4 separate regions of the Sus scrofa genome follow, and all the other regions are linked to region 2. A link is a contact called in public HiChIP or PLAC-seq data. All regions are on one chromosome and are shown on one strand. The core of a region is the stretch at or near the end of the contact, and the rest is flanking DNA. Distances in the headings are between cores, read along the strand shown. Region 1 overlaps CAP2 (adenylyl cyclase-associated protein 2). Region 2 has its middle 50 kb from the start of STMND1. Region 3 overlaps CAP2 (adenylyl cyclase-associated protein 2). Region 4 overlaps CAP2 (adenylyl cyclase-associated protein 2).

Region 1 (3,130 bases), core at 279-2,778, 180 kb before region 2:
GTCAATAGCACAGAGTGATGACCAGGCGGAGACAAAGCTAGTGTGATGAGGGAGAAGTGAGGACCCGAGGAACACAGTTCATCTGTTCTGGAGATGAACCTGTCCATTCTCCCTGTCCCCTGCTCGGTGCTGCTCTTAGGTGCTGCTCTCAGGGGACGTGAAAGACACAAGTTACAATGTTGCTCGACCCTCTCCTGGCCCCTTGTGCTTGAGCCTGCCCTTATCACAACCTTTCCACATACTGTGGAAATTTGGTAGGGGAAACAGTAACAACTGCAGAGTACGAAGAAGTGGCACTGCTTCTTACTAGTGATCCCCTTGCCTACAAAGGCAGCGGGAGACAGCAGCCTAGGGGGTCTAAGCCAGGCATCTCCCAAACAATGGATGGAGAATTTGGAGACTAGATTCCTGGCTCTGCCACAGGGTCACAGTGCTGCATTCAATGCATCATTTATATCACCTTCTTCTCTAGTTGGGGTGTCCTTCTTTGAAAAAAGAGAAAGACAAGTAGAAAGGAAGAAAGAAAAGGGGGAGGGAAGGAAAGAGGATGAGAAAAAGGGAAAAAGGAAGAGAGGAAGGGAGAGAGGAAGGAAGAAAGGAAAGCAGAAAAATAATTTTTTTAAAAATGAAATGTTATATATATTGGAATGGAGGGTTTCTATGGTATTTCCCGCTCTAATAATTCTATCATAACTGGCTAAGACGGTAAGACGGGAGATTCCTGATATAAAGCCTGTATGAAATCTAAATGCAGAATTCATTTTTTTGGATCTTTGACATGTGGAGAATGGAAAAGATGTACAGATCCTTGGGGACTGAGATTGCCAAGGTATTCACATCTAGTTATAATAAAAATAAACATTCAGATTAAAACTATTAGCAAGAAACTAGTTAATGGGAGGACTAATTTGGCTGAAGGCAGACAGGAGAGTGAGAAGCATTTGTGTAGAACAAGCTGTTTCACTGAGTCAACTCCAAACTTGTGAACTTGTGCTTCTGATCTTTTTTTTTTCCCCCCAGTGGAGGCAGGAGGGTTTCTATATGGACTCAGATTATAAAGCACCACAAATGCAAACGGTCATTTTTTAAGTGAGTACAAATTACTCATACAAGTGTTCTAAAATCAAAGGAAGAATATGGATAAAATTAGTAAAATAAACACATGGACATTTTTGCATTATTATTCTAGAGATAGGTCCATGTAAAGGGAGAAGTGACAATGGAGAAGACCAAGAAGGACAGACTCATGGAAGCCTCAAAGTCTTTTTAAACGAAGGAGTCTGATTTTTTTTCCCGTATCATCATAAAGCAGAGTGATACATTATCTTTAGAATTCTGTGTATCCTTTTCCTGACATGTTTCCTTCTGCTTGTTTTGCAAGTTCAGATGATTGAGGCATTTTCCCTGGCGCAGCTCAAGGTGCTTTTTTTTTTTTTTAATGGTGATGATGCTGTTCTATCTCAAGCTCTTGGTTTGGAAAACTAACTCCCTCATGCTTTTACACTGAGACAACGGGTGAGTCACTCAAAGAGGCTCTGAGAGCCCTTGGAAATGATGACGTCCGGTCTCATTACTGAGAAGGATAAGGGACCAGCTCAAGGTCATGCTATATAAAGCAGAGCCAGCTTGAAAATCCAAATACAAACAAGAAGTGGTCATTCTTACTCTCCCACCCTTTGAACGTGTTACCTAATCAACGTGGCATAAAATACACAAGACACTTGGTAGATGATTTAAATAAAAAATTCTAGCAACGTCTACAACAGCGATCATGACCCATCAAAAGAATGGCAATAATTGTCTAAAAAGGGTCATCCTTTATAAAGTCCAGGAACTCAAGGACATAATATCATGCAGTATGATTTAATTCTCCCATGTGTAATATGTTTTACTTTTTTCATTGAATTTTATTGCCCTTTTGTTCAATTGTGGGTCTCTCACTTTTATTGAGCTATTAATAAAAGAGCATCTATTTACCCATTTTAATCATGATAAGAAATAAATGTTCCAGGCTTGTACAAACATTTGAAATGTAAACTATAAATCTCCAAAAAGAACTTGAGTAAGGAAGAGCAATATGATTTGCAGTTGTTTCATGATTGTCAAATCATTTAGAAAGAGACCTGAGATTAGTTCCATATACCATAAATGGCAAAAGGACCGCTCTGTTTAAAAAAAAAAAAAAAATCACATCCATCCACTGAAGGATAAATGATGGCTAACCAAGGTTCTTAGAATTCTGTAGGGTCAGTATCTAGGAGATCCTTTCCTTTGACACTGAGGACTATACTTACCCTAAACATCTATTATAAAGTCATACACTGTTTATACTTTCTTAAAAAGGGTGCAAGCTGTGTCAGTGTTCTTGGGTTGAAGGGTAATTTTAAAAAGACCTTCTTCGGTTTATGTTGCATACAAGAAGGCTTTACAAGATCTAATCTTTTCTAAACCTGTTATGTCCTTTGGTTCAGCAGAGCTTCCTAATTGTAGCTATTACTTCCCCTTTTTTTGTGGTCTGTTCTGTCAATAGACTATTGAGTATTCAGTAAATTAAGCCCAACCAGCAGCCAGCACACGAAGACAGACGTTAAATCATAGCTCAGCTGCCCATATTCATTGTTAGTATCTGTAAAATAGCTTTTAAGCAGAGGGACAGGATTTAACATGATGCACATTTGTGTCATTCTCAAATTTCCATACTGTACAATCAGGTATGTGAGGACTTTTTTTTTTTTTTTCTAGGCAACAGGTGTGTTCTTGGAACAAAGTTCAACCCCCACTTCTGGCTTATGTGAGAGGCAGCAGCTGCAAGCTTAATGTCAGTGACACATGGTTTTATAAGAGAGAAAAAAATAAACTATTTGTTCAATGTATTAAAGTAATGGGCAGATGGACGATGGCTGCCTGTCCTTTTCTTTGTGTTGTAGAACCAGAGCCTACACTTTTCAGATAATGAGTTTTTTTCTCTCTTTCTCTTTTCTTGTCTCTCCCTTTTTCTTTTTTTCTTTTAAAATTAAAGTATAGTTGATTTACAATGTTGTGCTAATTTGTGCTGTACAGCAAACTAACTCAGTCATTCATATATATCCCAGGAGACTGGATATAATTATTCATGTCTTCTCTCTTTCCT
Region 2 (3,273 bases), core at 496-2,995:
CCGGATTCAGATGGAGACCTGGCCGCTTCTGGCCTGGCACCAACTGCCTACTCATCCTTTTTAAGGTTTCGTGTTTCCGTTTACAAAGCTGGGACGATGGTCCCCCACCCCCGCCCCCGGGGGTACGGAGGGGTTAAAGGAGGTCATTGATGTACCAGCGCGTGACAGGCATGACGTAGCAACCACTGGGTTTGGTCCCAACCTGTCTCTGACCTCGCTCCTTGTTCTGGGTCATCCACGTCTCTCTTCTCCCCCGACCGCCCCCCAACCCAAGAGCATTGAGGAAAAGCCTCAGTGCATCCACATCAGCCTTATGTAACCCACGGGGTCCTTCCTCTCTGTTGTTTTACATAAACAGCAGCTCATTGCCGGTTGGCGGGCCTCTTGCAGGGTGATCGCCCACCGGATGTGGAGCATCCGCCTGTCCTGAGGGCACAGCCACCCCCCACCCCCCGCCCGCCCCCACCATCGAGGTGAGACATCAGCACTGCTCTTTTTGAGAAAAGCTAGGGCTTAGTGGGTGTTCCGTTCTGTGTTCCCTCATCCTCCATGTTTACTTTTGTGCTCCTTCCAAGGACCGAATGTTCTCTGGGGAAGGTTTCTTAGAAGGAGGAAGCGGTGTTTGCGTAAAAGCCCCACTGCGGATCAAGGGCTCTGCTCTCCCAGGCGAGAGGCTGACCTGGGCTCTGGGAGTGACGGGAAAGAGAATCAACGGGCAATCAGAAAGAGTGCCATGGCAACACTCGGGCATGGCCACACAACATCCTCATCCAAGGGTCGGCTGTGAATGTCAAGTGCATCATGTTCGCTGAGGCAGGCTCAGAGACCGGCCAAACTCTGGGCCATGCCAGTGAAATATGACTGTCGTTTTCCCTGCTCCTTAATACCCGGTTTTCCTGAGGTGACATTTCTCGTAGTGCAAAACGGGAGCAAACCCATTTTAGCCTCTCCTGGCTCTTGATTATCAAGCTTAGTTTTCTGACAGAAGAGTCCAAGTTCGGTCCAATGGTCTATCCATATCAACAAAAATGGCAGGTCCTAAAGTTAGAGGTGGCTGAACACAGGACGCACTGTGGCATTTGGGCTGCTGGATGGTCAAGAAACCTGCCTTTTCCAGGGCAGCTGCAGGGAAGGCAGTGACCAGCTGCCTCTGGAAACTCGGATCAAGCTTCCTGAGAATTGCACAAGCCCGGTGAGCAGCCACTCCATCCTGACTTGCCTTTTGCTGAACACTGTCTATTAGTCTAGCCGAGGGCTCAACCGCCCAGGCCCAGGGCCAAGGATGGACCTATTTCTGTTGAGAAGAGTCAGAAATGCTTTCCATTTAATCCCGTCTCAGATAACATTGCAGATGACTTAACCCATAAAAATAAATTCAATTATTTGAGGTCTAATGTGTGTTTGGATCTTTATAAATAGATGATGTGGGCTATATTTCATTACTGGCTTTAATAGAAAAAGCATGGGCTGAGTGTCTGTAAGATGAAGCCTGTTTAGCCATTTTAAAGCCTATAACCATCTTGATAATTGGAGGGAGATGCCCTAGAATTCAATAACATAATAAGGTAGATATAAAAAGTTCTAAAGACAGTGTGTGGATTGATAGTATAAATACAGTTCACGCAAGCCTAACTTTGTAAGTAAAAGGTAAAACACCATTTCTGATTGTGGTATGTCCAGACTATGAATGAGTAGCCATTTCTGCCCCAGAAAAATTGAATTTCTCTAAAAGGATATATTAAGGACATGAACTGTGGCAAAGCCCAACAGCTTATGAATTTGCTCAGAGCACCACCTAGTGGACAGACGGGTATTGCTGCAGAAACTCAGGAAGCAATAGTGGAATGCGTTTAAATTTCTTGAGAAATAGGAAAATCCTTTTAAATCTCTAGTTTCTAAATAAGTTTTCTAATCACTACATATATATTTTTGCTTCAGTAAATATAGCATAGGGAACAATAACCAACCATTTCTTAGGCAAGAAATGGTTCTTCGGAATCTGTGCTTTAAAGGCCATTCTTTGGAAAGGATGCCACTAGTTGATCAAATTATAGGTTATAACTAATTAAGTGGCACATATAGGTATGTATGTGTGAGCATATATACATGTGTATACACATACACACACACACACACATATATATATATACCACTCCCTTAAACAATTTTTAGAATGTGCTTTGCTACCCCGATGGCCCAGATGTGAGCTCCCAGAGGGCAGGTGCCACTGCTTATGGGTCTTTGCAGCCTGAGTGTCCAGGGTCTTTGGATTTAAAGCAGTGGTTCTCAACCCTGGCTGTATTTCGGAATCCTCAGGGGGACTTTCAAAAACACTGATGCCAGGTGCCCCCCTAGAGACTCTGATTTAATTGGTGTTGAGAATGTGCTGGGTGTTGTGAATTTTAAAAGCTCCCCAGATGGTTCTCATGTGCCATTAGTGCTGGGAACCACTGATTTCAGGAACAAATTCTCCCAGGTGCAGAAATGGCAGCTTCGCTTCTCTGAGGCAGCAGAGGGCAGCAAGAAGGAAGGAGGTAACAAAGGCAGGTGGGGATTTGCCTGGAACCTCATGGCAGTGAACTGGTTACCTAGTGTTACCCATCGAGTTACCTAGGGTGGGAATAGTGCATTATGGACATTTTCTGGCCTGCTAGTCACAGGTAGTTGAGATGAAAGGAAGAGTTTGAGGACATTAGAAAGTTCTAGAAATAAGCCTGACTTTGGTTTGCACACTATCATGAAAAAGCACAAACAATTCACAAAAAGGGAACTAATTAATATATGGAAAATGTAGTAGTAGTAGAAGTTCAGTAGTAATAATGAGTTCAAATGAATATTTCCTCCCTATTCCAATAATGATTATCTTAATGATACTTAACAGGGAGAGAAGGAACTTGATATTCAATTGATTAAATCCGTTTGGTAAATCAACTGAGCGGCATGGAGCAAGGCTGATAAAAATGTTTACCATCTGACCACATAATTCCTCTGAGAATCTATGGAAATGGTTCACAATATTGGAAAAGCTGCACAGACAAATATATTCATCATGGATATTCCTAACAGTGCAATATCAGGTATAGTCAAAGTATTACACAACAAAAGAAAGGCTAATGAAAGATAAAGTTAGGAGTTCCCTTCATGGCCCAGCAGTTAACAAACCTGACTAGGATCCATGAGGATGCAGGTTTGATCCCTGGCCTCACTCAGTGGGTTAAGGAGCTGGTTTTTCGGTGAGCTGAGGTGTAGGTTGCGGACACAGCTCAGACCTGG
Region 3 (3,439 bases), core at 891-3,390, 210 kb before region 2:
GAAATATGAAGTTTCAAATTATATTCCCGTTCCTGTGGGAAACCATAATCCAATTTCCGACTTTCCAAGAGGAATCCTGAATACATTCAACTGTAGGATCCAGCCAAAGAAAATGATGGGACTCCTGGTGTTTGAATCATTTAAATCCGATTTGGGCGAAGTGCTGCCCATTATCCTATGCAGAAAATCCATCTGGACAAAGACAGGATAAAGCCTTATGTTCTTCTGCACTGTAGGTGCTGTGTTTCTAGCTGTGAAATTACCTGCTTCAGAGGCCGACGGTGACACACGCAGCAATTTCTCGGCCTTGAGAAAGTACCAGTCGTCACAATTTACATGAAAACTCTACACAGGGAAGAATCCATCTAATTGGAACATTTTCCAACAGCAATTTAAATATCAGACCAGCTGGATCTCCACAGCCCATGTGAATTTAATCAGCACATTCTTCCCAGAACCTATATTCTATAATCATTGAATGCTTGAGCTACATCTGTCACCCAAATCTGGCTGTGATCACTTCTTGTCATTCGCTCCACACATCCAGATATGAAGCCTTCTGTGGGAGCCTCGGAGGCCCCCATTTGGTTAAGGCGTGCGTAAGAGAAAGGGCATCCTTGAAAGAAACGCCTAAGAGCATATCCCGTGTTCTTCCTCTAACCTTCCCTTTCCCAAATTCCCGTAAGGAATATTTTTTTTAAGGCTAATTCTGTGTGACTGATGCATGACTTCCATTTTACAGTCATAGCCTCCATCGATGTCTCCATCTGAACTAAAATGTATCTCCAAACAGCAAGTTCTTTTTTCTTTTGGGAAAAGATAAGAGTATCTTTTTAAAAAAAATGTCCTCTCACTCTGCTCCCTTCCTGTGCCACCAGAGTTCATTAACCCAGATTTTATGCCTCAAATCCACCAAAAGTGTCAGGAGTCGGAGCCCATCTTCTTATCAAACTTTTTGTCTTTTAGAGCTGTACCCATGGTATATGGAGGCTCCCAGGCTAGGGCTCGAATTGGAGCTACAGCTGCCAGCCTACGCCAGAGCCACAGCAACATGGGTTATAAGCTGCATCTGCGACTTACACCACAGCTCACGGCGACGCTGGATCTTTAACCCATGGAGTGAGGTCGGGGATTGAACCCACATCCTCATGGATGCTAGTTGGGTTCATTAACCGCTGATCCATGCTGGGAACTCCATCTTCTTATCAAACTTGACATCAGATAATATATCGTTAAGACCACAATGTGTCATGAAAGCAAAGACACATTGACTAGAAAGATCCTTGAAGCTCTTAGAATCTTGTTGAGGGATGGAAAATAGGCACAGAAAATAATGGTGGAATGTTTCTAAAATAACACATAAATAAGTCACTCCTGTTTCAACAGAAACTACTGTAAAGGTGCTAAGAAGTTCAAAGCTATAAAGAGACCACCAGAAGGCAGCCTTAATATGCTCCTTAACAGAGGGTGGGTGGGAACATCTGAATGGTGGTCGTGGTGATAGCCCGAGGGCAGCAAGGCGGAGATGAAGGCAAAGTACAGAAATACATGAATCATGACAAATAACATCACCCAGACAGACCCTATTCTTCCAAAGCATGTCCTCATACAAATGAGATGATAGATGCAGGAATGCCAAGTGCAGGGACTGCTATATAGGAGGGCTCCAATAAATGTTTGGTTAAAAAAAAAAAAAAAAAGCCCCAGGAAATTAATCGAGTTGAGGAAATGAAAGAGGGCTGGAGTATGTAAGGTGAACAGGGTTGAACAAAGATCTGAAATAACTACCTAACCGGCAAATTTATCTAATAAGCCATTCCAGATATAGAAACACTAATCCTCACAGCAGTTAATCTACCAAAATCTGACAAGAACATTCTTTCTCCCTGTTTAGTTTATGAAAAGAAGTGATCATCAAAGAAGTACCTTCTCTAAGTGTCTGCTGCTAGAAACCTAAATTTTCAGCTGCACCGAGGAAAGCAATGGGCTCTACAGAGGGAACAAAGTTTGTGTGTGTTTTCTTCTCTTGATTCATTTGGGAAATGTATCTTCATTAAAAGGAACTGCCATCAGCAAGGTGCTCTCTTGTTCAGTTTCAGAGGGCGGCTGGAAGATGTGAAGTGCTGGATCTGGGTCTTTATTATTCTGGCAATGTGGACTTGTCCACGTTCAAAATTTATGTTTTAAAATCTCTGGGAGGCATAGTGCATTTCAGTTAGGATATACGGCAGTTTGTCTTCTCCTAAAAACAATTACCTAACATTTCTTCTGGATTACTTGTCATTTTAGTACGTAGGGAAGTGTCTGCATTTTCAATTAAGAGCTAAGTGTACAGATTAAAGTACTGCAAGGCGAAGCTTAAATCTAGCTCTCACTAGTTGCTGCACATAAACACTAATATCAAATGATGGTTTTGTCATGTGATCTGTCCTGCAGCACATACAAATATAGAACATGACCATAAAAAGTAACAGACCATGCCCTCTGCTAAGAAATTTATGACAGCGGATCCAGACTGGAATGCCAGCTGGAATTACCTTCTCCCCGTCTGCTATTTTCGCATATACAGCTTTGTACAGATGACAGAAGCTATGCCTTGCAAAGAGGACTCAAGCGAAGGCTGCTGAAATGATGAACAAGAAGCAAATCCGAAGGTCGAAATACGTTTGGCTTTGAAAAAGATTTGTTGAATGACTCAATGACCTCTTTTGAAATTAATTTTTGAATCAGGCCCATAAGAGAAAAACTTGTAACTCTCCCAATTTTTGAACATCAGATCTATGGGGTCTAGCAAGCAAATATTAATCTTCGCAGTGTAGAATGAGAAATAGCTGAAAATTATTTTATTAAAAATACAATGTGATTCCCAACACTGAACTAAACAGAGTAGGAAACATTTCCTCATATCTGTGGTGCTTACCTTTATGTAGAATTTGCCATCAAGGCAGTCTGGAACTGTAACAAACTTAGTATGAAATTGTTGATAAAACAAAGGATATCATCCTTCTTTATTAATCTTTACCCTCTCAGATAATCCCCTAAATCCCTTGTGTGTGATAACTACCTCACTTCCTTTGGGCAGCCACTCATTATCTAATTCATGTCTTACACAAAGAGAAATGAGCTAATGTGCTTTATCAGATTAAAAAAAAAAAAGTCACCATGAGTGATGTCCAACAGGACAGGATCTTAGCAAATCCCTTCTGCCTCCATAGGCCTGGGTTTCTAAATACCTATAAAGCTACTAACCCACGGTCACAGCTCACAGGCTCATTCACAGCTTTATGTTGCTAAAGCAAACAGTCTGGGCAGAAGAATGACAGAATTACCCTCCTTTTTGATTATCCTCCTCTCTGCATCCTGATAAACTCGTGATTAGCTTTCCTGTTGGGATTCAGCCCTGACTGGGTAGCTTCAGGCTGTCAACTCGAGCAGACCC
Region 4 (3,110 bases), core at 420-2,919, 230 kb before region 2:
TAGATCTGACTGTGCTTTACTTAAACACACAGGGACCTTACCAACAATTTCTAGGGATATAAATAGGAGAGAACAGCCAAAGCCATTCAAATTCACCAGCTTCGTAAAATCTAAAATAATACAGTGTAATCAGAACTTCTCTGAGACAGAAAAAAAAACCTGAACTGCTATAATTTTTTTTTTTTTTTAGGGCTGTACCCAGCCCAGGGAAGTTCCCAGGCCGGGAGTTGAATCAGAGCTGCAGCTGCCAACCTATGCCAGCCACAGCCACAGTAACACCAGATCCAAGCTGAGTCTGCAACCTACACCGCAGCTCAAGGCACTGCCAGATCCTTTAATCCACTGAGTGAGGACAGGGATCGTACCTGAATCCTCATCAATACTAGTCAGGTTCTTAACAGGCTGAGCCACAACAGGAACTCCATGAACTGCTATGCATTTTTTAAACTTAAGTATAATTGATTTATAATGTGTTAGTTTCTGGTGGACAGCATAGTGATTCAGTTATACATACATATTTATATTCTTTCCCATTATAGATTATTACAAGATATTGAATATAGCTCCCTGTGCTATACCATAGAACTTTGTTGGTTATCTATTTTATACATAGTAGTTTGGATCTGCTAATTCCAAATTCCAAATTTATCCCCACCCCCCAGCTCCCACTGCAGCCCCATACATTTTTTTTCCTACCAACATTTATTGAGCACGGACTGTAGGCCAGACCCCAGGTTGACTGGTTTTCTCCAGGTGTGTTTGCTGTCTAATGATAAATCTCAGTTTAAACAACCAAAGCCACCCTGCGAGGGATCCCTGCCCAGTCAACTGCATTTGCTAAGGTGTTTTCTTTCCCCTGGATAAGTGGCCCAGGGGAGAGGGATGGCCAGATCTTTTCTCTGAGATTCATTGAGTCAAAAGACGGCTGAGATGACAGAAATCTATAGTTTCTGGTTCAACCTCAGGAGGTGAAAAAAAATGTCAACAACTTCCCTGCACGTCTTCAAATATCCCAAAGGGTCACTTTACCATTTTTGAGCTCCAACTGTCCTTCATCAGAAATCATCTTTCTCCTCTAAGGTTAGCACCACCTTGTAAAGATTCTACCATTTGCTGTTCTCCAGAGCAGTGCTTCCCATAGCGCATCCAGCAGTGGCCCGGCCCCAGTTGGGTGAACAGACAGTGTTTCCTGGTCCACGGAATTTGAGAGAATTCTGCACATGGCCCTTCTCTTTTGGTGAGTCATGAGTCCCTGCAGAACACTAAAGGAGTTACTACAGAAACCCATTTAACTTGTTTAATGTTTAACCTGATGTTTCTCAAATTTTTTTTTCCCCAAAGAACCTTTCATCCCCACCCCAGTTGTGCAGAGAACTCATATTTTGTAGAACAGACTCAGGGAAAGGTTGCTAGCCGAAGCCTGTGAAGTGGCTTCAGGGAGTCACGGGGAGCTTGCTGGGCAGCTCACTGGGTATTCATCTGTCCGCTTCCTCTCCAGTTATTTTTGCTCATTACCATGGAAACACTTTCAAGGGCCTTTAATGGAGGCAAAGAAGTCTCTTCTCTCTCACTTCTCTCTCTCTCTCTCTCTCTCTCACACACACACACACACAGAGTTGTTTTCAGGAGCTATAATAATCTTTGAGAGGACTGCTGGCACAACCTCTCCCTCTCCACTGAGATTCTATCTTCTGTTGCTGCCTTACAGTCAGTCTTTTTTTGGCCAGCCCTGCCCCCACTTCTAATCACCATTGGCAGTTGGAATCTTTTTCCTCTTCTTTCTTTGTTTTCTCTTTCTTCTCGCACCCATCTAACCCCATGTTTGGAAAGGCAGACCATTTTGAAACAATACTGCTGAATCACAGTATTCCTTCTGCAGAGCAAACTGATGGCTAATGATGACATTTATTTGCCTTTAGTCTTGACTCTCTTTTCTCTTTGTGTGTCCCATGGCCACAGGATGCCTCTTTGCTGCCCAAGAGGGATTTTTGGCTACTTCCAAGTCCAGAGGAATCTCATAGCTTTTCCTGATGTAAGGTTCCCTTAGGCTATAGATTACATGCATTCGAAGTCTCATCAATGCTGGTAAATTGCTGTGTTTGGTCTTTCACAGTGACCCCAAAAAGAAAGTGTGGCTAACATCATGTGTGAAGCTAGCAAAAAACAAAACAAAACAAACAAAAAACACGCTGAACATCCAGAACTCCTTTCTATGAGGTGTAAGCAAGAAGACCCTTCTTTGACTTCTGGCTCACTTATCAGATATAAAAACTATAGCTCCTGACTATGTAATAAAATTGAGATGATTGTGTTCACCACATCTCTAAAGACATATCTGAAGATTGCTCCCTGTTGGTCCGTTTGTTTCTTCATTTATTCAACAAATACATACTGAGTGCCATCTATGTGGCAAGGCTGCTCAGGGGTGTGGAGCAGTAGACAGTACAGGTGATTCAGAGCAGTGAATAGTGTAAGGACTCTTATATCCCTGTCCTCCTTTGTCCAAGTAGAGTGGGGGGTGTGAGTCAGAGTTCTTCATAGCAACAGAACCAATAAGATGTGATTATAGATACAGTTTTACAAGGCACTGGCTCATGTGATTATGGAGGCTGACAAGTCCAAAGATTTGCAGAGTGAATCAGCAAGCTGGAATCCAGGAACCTGATGGCTTAAGTTCCAATATGATGGTCAGCAGGCTTGAGACCCAGAAAACTGATGTTCAGTTTGATTCCAAAGGCAGGAAAAAGCTGATGTCCCAGTTTGAAGGCAGTCAGGCAGGAGGAATTCTCTCTTACCCAGGGGAGGGTCAGCCTTTTTGTTCTATTCAGGCCTTCAACCCATCAGATGGGGCCCATACACGTAATGCTGCTTTATCTAGTCTACTGATTTAAATGTTAACCTCATCCATGGAGTTCCCACAGCAGAAACGCATCCAACTAGGAACCATGAGGTTTCGGGTTTGATCCCTGACCTCAATCAGTGGGTTAAGGATCTGGCGTTGCCATGAGCTGTGGTGTAGGCCAGCAGCTATAGCTCCGATTAGACCCCTAGCCTGGGAACCTCCATATGCTGCGGGTGCGGCCCTAAAAAGACAAAAGACAAAAATAAAA

What was found. HiChIP or PLAC-seq counts read pairs in DNA pulled down with a chosen protein or histone mark.
Region 1: an H3K27ac HiChIP or PLAC-seq map of skeletal muscle shows a contact between it and region 2. The contact joins two enhancer-like sites. A contact is called at or near these places in 4 of 47 Hi-C or Micro-C datasets (alveolar macrophages, psoas muscle and skeletal muscle) and 1 of 2 datasets of contacts at active chromatin or transcription factors (skeletal muscle).
Region 3: an H3K27ac HiChIP or PLAC-seq map of skeletal muscle shows a contact between it and region 2, with 5 times the contacts expected there. The contact joins two enhancer-like sites. A contact is called at or near these places in 4 of 47 Hi-C or Micro-C datasets (heart right ventricle, psoas muscle and skeletal muscle) and 1 of 2 datasets of contacts at active chromatin or transcription factors (skeletal muscle).
Region 4: a contact with region 2 is called in an H3K27ac HiChIP or PLAC-seq map of skeletal muscle. The contact joins two enhancer-like sites. A contact is called at or near these places in 2 of 47 Hi-C or Micro-C datasets (heart right ventricle and skeletal muscle) and 1 of 2 datasets of contacts at active chromatin or transcription factors (skeletal muscle).

What each region holds. Positions count from the first base shown.
Region 1 is chr7:13,239,654-13,242,783 of Sscrofa11.1, reverse strand. The region is part of intron 3 of CAP2 (adenylyl cyclase-associated protein 2); the gene reads right to left. Among named protein-coding and RNA genes, the nearest start is that of CAP2, 30 kb to the right of the region's middle. Within about 2 kb of position 1,528, at least 13 of the 83 cell types and tissues checked have an H3K27ac peak or open chromatin away from gene starts, as enhancers often do. A contact at or near this core is called in skeletal muscle, where this site is marked.
Region 2 is chr7:13,061,848-13,065,120 of Sscrofa11.1, reverse strand. No RefSeq gene overlaps it. Among named protein-coding and RNA genes, the nearest start is that of STMND1, 50 kb to the right of the region's middle. Within about 2 kb of position 1,745, at least 6 of the 83 cell types and tissues checked have an H3K27ac peak or open chromatin away from gene starts, as enhancers often do. A contact at or near this core is called in skeletal muscle, where this site is marked.
Region 3 is chr7:13,272,887-13,276,325 of Sscrofa11.1, reverse strand. The region is part of intron 4 of CAP2 (adenylyl cyclase-associated protein 2); the gene reads right to left. Among named protein-coding and RNA genes, the nearest start is that of CAP2, 63 kb to the right of the region's middle. Within about 2 kb of position 2,140, at least 8 of the 83 cell types and tissues checked have an H3K27ac peak or open chromatin away from gene starts, as enhancers often do. A contact at or near this core is called in skeletal muscle, where this site is marked.
Region 4 is chr7:13,295,135-13,298,244 of Sscrofa11.1, reverse strand. All of the region lies in intron 4 of CAP2 (adenylyl cyclase-associated protein 2), which reads right to left. Among named protein-coding and RNA genes, the nearest start is that of FAM8A1, 81 kb to the left of the region's middle. Within about 2 kb of position 1,669, at least 12 of the 83 cell types and tissues checked have an H3K27ac peak or open chromatin away from gene starts, as enhancers often do. A contact at or near this core is called in skeletal muscle, where this site is marked.